2 separate regions of the Capra hircus genome follow, and region 2 is linked to region 1. The links are chromatin contacts, called in public Hi-C maps. All regions are on one chromosome and are shown on one strand. The core of a region is the stretch at or near the end of the contact, and the rest is flanking DNA. Distances in the headings are between cores, read along the strand shown. Region 1 overlaps RCOR1 (REST corepressor 1). Region 2 holds the start of AMN (protein amnionless).

Region 1 (3,019 bases), core at 146-2,645:
AGCAATCCTCTCTCCTGAGTAAGGGAGACAGGAGAAGCTCACTTCAGATAAGGACAGCTCCATGGCAGAGAATGCTGAGCAAGGCAGCAACACAGTCTATTCCGTTTGAATGGAGTCAAGAAAACAAAACTGTGGTTGATGAAGGAAGTGACGGAGTCAGAAGCTAACAGACAGATGACTGCCTTGAGCAAAGCTTCATAGGTTTCTATATTCATGTTCTAACTTGATGATCTGAACGCTCCCAGTACCATTAGTAAGAATCTCAAATTCGACTGCAAAACTGGGAAGAATGCAGAAGAAAACTGCCACAGTAACCTTAACTCACCCTTCCCTCCCCAGATACTGCAGCGACTTGGAATACTTGTGATCCTGCACAGTCTATGCAGAGCAAGAGGCTGACACCTTTGCTGAGGACAAACCCATAGCCCTAGGACAGCTGTAAAGTTTTTATCATCATATTTTCTATAGCTTCAGGTGCTGCAAAGGAAATACGGTACCACTTTCTCTCTCGTAACTCAAAAACAGCATGCTAAAGTTTTCTTCAAGAATATGATAACAAATATTGTGGCATCTCCTTGAGCTATTAAAATAAGAAATGAATCATCACCATAACTCGCTGAGAATCAAAATGAGCTTGAATCGGTTAGGTAAAGCAATTGTGCCACCTGGTGGGCACAGACATCACTACAACATTTCAATGATCCCTGTGATATCTCGAGGTGGGAGTAGTGGGCTGAGACTCAGCCAGAGACTCAGTCAGGCTATGATGAAAGCACCAGTCCCTCCTTGTCAGGGATAAAATATGCTTCCTTTATGACAATGCCATTTCTTAATGTAGTTTTGTTAAAAGCCCACTTTAGAGAAAAAGTTCCCCCCACCCTCTGCACCCAAGTAAACACTACAAATCCAGCCCAATCTCACAGACAATCTCATCAAGCGAAATAAGAAACACGAGCACCTCACTAAGCCACACACAGTGGCATCCAACCTCGAGCATCTATTCCTACCTGGTCCACCCAGAATCAGCAGACATGACTCTGGACACATCCTCCCCCACCTCAGTGCCACAGGGCCCTCCTCTAAGAGTAGGCAGGCCATCACGCCTTCCAGGGCTAACCATTTAACTGTTAGATTTACACTTGCTTGTGTGTTGCATTAAATTTTTTTCCAATAAAAAGATAAGTGCACTCCTCCCCGTTTACTCTACTACTCACACACAAAGGCATATGCCTATTCTCTGTTGTAGAAACTGATCATCACTGGAATGAAGGACATTTAGTTGTGACTAATCAAAATAACCAGCCTTCTCCTTAAACATGGCCCAAGCCTGTGGCAAGGAGCAAGATGCACACAGTGGCAACTCGCCTGCTAGCCGCCTGCACCCCGTCACAGCACATCAGCACCTGACGGCCACAGCCCCAAGGCAGCTGTGCCCTCAAGCCTGTCCTGTCCACTCTCGGGAGCTGCTCTGCGCACACAAGCTGAGGAAGGAACCACGCTCACAAGGTCTGCATCTTCCTCAATTAAAGGCAACCTTTCCTGACATTAAAAGAGGGAGAAAAAGACTAACCCTTGACTCACCTATAATCTCACAATGAACTACAGTGCAAACAGCCCTGGATGATGAGTAAGAGCCCTTAAGTTTCTATCAGGAACTTGCAGCTAAGTCCATTTCATCATTTGTCAAATAAGAAGTATTTTTATAAATTCTCTGTACAATAATATACATATACATAAATACTCAGAGGCACCGACTCAGTCCCTGAACACCACCAGAGCCATGTTCTATTTCAGTAGTTTCCAATCCTGACTGATAAGAACTGTCTGACAAACATCTTTAGAATACTGACTCAGGTTCCACCCTGTTTTGTAATGTATGTGTATAAATATGTATGTGTGTTCATGTTTATGAACATATATGTGTGTGCATGGATGTATACGTATACTTTATGCATATATAGAGCTTCTAGTAAAGTATGATGTGTGTAGAGAAAAGCACATATGTAAGGATACAGCTAGGTTCATTTTCAGGAGATGAATACACTCAGATCAAAGAAAGAATCCAATATACTCTTGATGTTATGGGTTTGTTTTTATAATGATCCCAGGTGACTATGATCAATCAATGAATTAGAGAATAACACTGATGTGTAAAGAACAGTTCCCATTTTAATGTGACAGAAACCACCTCAATGAGCCCAAACATTTAAACAATTACACCAATATCAGAACTACAAAAATGAGGAGAAATGTGCTTTTTATGTTACTGTAAAATGAAGTTTCTAAATTTGTGAGTTGTGAATTTTAATCATGTGAAAGAATTTCCTCTCAAGCCTCCAGCTGAGGGGTTATGAACAGGGGAGAAAGGTGGAACAAGGGAAAGGAAGATCAGACAGTATGGTCTCTACAGTGTGGTCAAGAAGGGGCCCCCCCAGGGACACTTCAGCCATTCCCAGGAGGAGGGGAGGGGACAGCACCATGTAGAACTCAGCAAGAGAGATGCGGACAAGGGGAGCGGGCTCTGGTTGCGTCCAGAGGGCAGAGGTGGGCTCAGACCCCAGGGTACCTAGTGGCAACTGTCAGGTCTTCTGACTTCAATTTACAGTCATCTAGAAAGTTGTGAATAGAGACCCTGACACATTTACTATATATTTCTGTGAAAGTTTAGGCATTTACTACATACCTGTGAAACTTTCACTCATAATATAATTTTGAAAATGGGTACTGAAGTCAAATGACTTAATACAGAAATAACTTTTTATATGCAGGTCCAAGGACGGTTCTCATCCCCTAAAAGCTAAAACTTACTTTAAAATCCCTAATTTGACATGATTTTCAGTTCTATATGTCTACCTGTTGAAAGCGTTAATTTTTTTCTTTAAAGTTCGGACAGGTGATTTCCAGTTTCTCTCACTGTCCGACGTCCAGATTCCATTATGGGACCGAACCGTCATTTGTGCCTTTGCCCCCTAAATATCATGTCATCACTTAATCATGTAATTCGCTACAATAGTGTTTA
Region 2 (2,888 bases), core at 369-2,868, 200 kb before region 1:
CCCCTGCCCTGTCCCCCCATGGGGCCAGACTCCCAGAATTAATGCCGCTTTTGAAAACCATCAATTAACCTAGCTGCCTCCAGGTGGAAATAAGGGGTACCCAGCCCCTGCATCTGGACAGCAGAGTGAGTGGTGCCCAGGCCTCCTAGGCTACCAGTGGCCCCTGCTCACCCATAAAGTCCAGTGGCCTCTGGGTGAGGACCCCACCCTGGAACTCACACTGTGAATCAGTTTGAGAAAAAGGTCCCCTGACGGAGTTCCGATGCACAGGACAGGGAAAGGCTTTGGTGGGGTGGGGAGGGGGGCTTCCCTGGGGCAAACCTGGAGAGGACAGGCTCCTGGGCGAAGGCAGGGGCAGGAGAGACAGGAGGTGCCCCCACACCCCTTCCGAAGCTGGGCGCAGCCTGGGCTGCGACTGTACGACTGGTGTCCCCTCCCATGTGGTTCCCCACCCTTCCAAAAACCCCTCCACAGGGTAAGAGCTAGTGGATTGAAGGGTCTGTCCCCCAGGTGGAGGCCGGTCAGGAAGAGGCCTCGAGTTGACCAGGGCGGGACCCACAGGCCCCCTTCCCACTAGGGGCCCATTCCCAGCCCTGCTCACCATGTCTGAGATGCTGTGACCTTCTCGAACCAGGACCGACAGCGTCTGCAGGCGGCAGGGATGTCAGCAAGTGCCCCCCATCACTGGGGTCCCGGGGCCTGGATCACGCCGGGACCCAGCCCCCACCCTGGGCCCCAGGAGTGGGGTCAAGCACCTTGTCCGCTGGGAACTCAACAGCAGCACCCGTGCATGGGGTCCGGTTCTGGCTCCAGTTGGCGGCATCGTCAAAGTTGGTGTTGGGGACCCAGACTTTGTAGGTGGCCCGAGTCAGGGCTGGGGAGGGGCCGGCTGAGCGCTGGGGTTCCTGCCTGGAACCCCCAGTGCCCAGGAAGGATGACCTCACCCAGAGAGACCTGGAGCTAGAGGGTCCAGGCCCTGAGGCTCCCCAACTTCTACTGAATCTGCAGAGCCGGTTCAAACCTGCCTTCCTCAGGGACTCACCGCCCCAAGATCGCCTCCTTGCCCGCCCCCAGTTCGCCCTGCCAGAATGGTGGCAACCACAGGACTGAGGCCATCGGGGCAGGGAGGCCTCGGCCCAGGGGAAGAAACTGGGGGACCGGGCGGGGGCGGGCGGCAGGCCGGATCTGCCCGGGGCTGAGAGAGGGGAACGGGGACGGGCTGCAGTTCTCACAGCTCCGGGGCGTAGGGGGCCGCTCCGAGGACGCGCCCCCGCCTACGGGCCACGCGGGGGTCAGAGGCGCACACCCTGGGGCCGGGGGCCAGCTTCGGGGCGGGGGTAGGGGCGGAGGGCGGGCGCGGCCGGCCGTCGGTCTGGCCCTGCGGCTCCGGGGAGCCTCCCACTCGGCCCCGCGGGCGCTGCGCAAGGAGGGGCCAGGCGGCCGGCCGGCTTTCGCAGCCCCTCGCGCTCCCGCCGCGCACCCCTCGGGGACACGGGTCTCCGGGTGCGTCGGGCCCCCGGCGCGCCACCCCCCAACTCCCTTACCGCACAGCTGCAGCCACAGCAGCACCCGGCCCCGCGCGCCCATCCCGCCGGACTTCGGCGTCTCGGACCCTGAGACTTTGCCCCGCGGGGCCCACGTGACCGGGCGGGGTGGGGGCAGCCGGGAGGGTTACACATTCACCCCCGACCCGCCCGCAGCGACTCCTGGGCCCCTCCCACACACCCAGCTCCAGGACCTGAGGACCGTGGGCGCTCAGAAAGGGGGCTTGTGGGGACCACTTCCCAAGGAAACGGTGCGCTGGGGGCGGGGCGCCTCTCTGCCCCAGATGCCGCTCGGGCTGCACCCAGCTGCCTGCATTTCGGGGCCGGGTGTTGGCTTGTCCAGGGGCCGGGTCCAGGCAGGCCCTCCTGCCTCCTAGGCTGGTGGACTGTGGATGGTGGCAGACGGGTGGCACCTGGTGTCTGGTGTGTGGAGGATGGTGGGAAGATGAGCTTGGATGCATGCTGCGTGATGGAGGGTATTGTGCTGGCCCCTGGATGGATGAGGAATGGACTGATGGGAAATGGTGAGTGAATGAATGAGTGGACAGCAATGGAGTGATGGTGGCTGGAGGATGACTGGTGTGTGACTGATGAGCGTTGGGTGGCAGAGAGCTGCATGAATGACTAGATGGTGGATGGTGGGCAGAGGCTCGATGGTTGCTGGTGAAAAGATGTGATGAGTGGCAGGTGAATGCAGATAGCTGTTCACAGGTGGTGGATGGCTAAATGGATGATCACAGACGCTGGGTGGATGGATAGAGCAGACCGGAAGATAGGTGATGGAAAGTGGATGGTCCCTGGATGAAGAATAGTGGAAGGGTGGAAAGTGGAATGTGATTGGACAAATGGATGGCTGGTGGGTGAAAGATAAACTGTCAGTATTAAGTGGATGTGTCATGTATGGATGGCGTGTTGAGCTGGATCAATTCAGTTCAGTTAGGTCGCTCAGTCATGTCTGACTCTCTGCGACCCCATGGACTACAGCCAGGCCTCCCTGTCCATCACCAACTCCTAGAATTTACTCAAACTCATGTCCATTGAGTTGGTGATGCCATCCAACCATCTCATCCTCTGTTGTCCCCTTCTCCTCCCGCCTTCAATCTTTCCAAGTATCAGGGTCTTTTTGGATGAGTCAGTTCTTGGCATCAGGTGGCCAAAGTATTAGAGTTTCAGCTCCAACATCAGTCCTTCCAATGAATATTCAGGACTGATTTTCTTTAGGATGGACTGGTTGGATCTCCTTGCAGTCCAAGGGACTCTCAAGAGTCTTCTTCAACACCAGAGTTCAAAAGCATCAATTCTTTGGCGCTCAGCTTTCTTTACGGTCCAACTCTCACATCCATA

What was found. Hi-C and Micro-C count contacts between places; a contact is called where the count stands out from the background.
Region 2: a Hi-C map of blood shows a contact between it and region 1, with 6 times the contacts expected there. The contact joins the promoter of AMN here to the enhancer-like site in region 1. A contact is called at or near these places in 2 of 5 Hi-C or Micro-C datasets (both in blood).

The regions. Positions count from the first base shown.
Region 1 is chr21:66,674,322-66,677,340 of ARS1.2, reverse strand. The region is part of intron 3 of RCOR1 (REST corepressor 1); the gene reads right to left. Among named protein-coding and RNA genes, the nearest start is that of TRAF3, 74 kb to the left of the region's middle. Within about 2 kb of position 1,395, at least 1 of the 5 cell types and tissues checked has an H3K27ac peak or open chromatin away from gene starts, as enhancers often do.
Region 2 is chr21:66,871,489-66,874,376 of ARS1.2, reverse strand. It overlaps AMN (protein amnionless), which reads right to left and starts at 1,618. Exons shown (of 12, transcript XM_018066053.1): 1 at 1,545-1,618; 2 at 756-874; 3 at 602-646. The coding sequence starts at 1,587.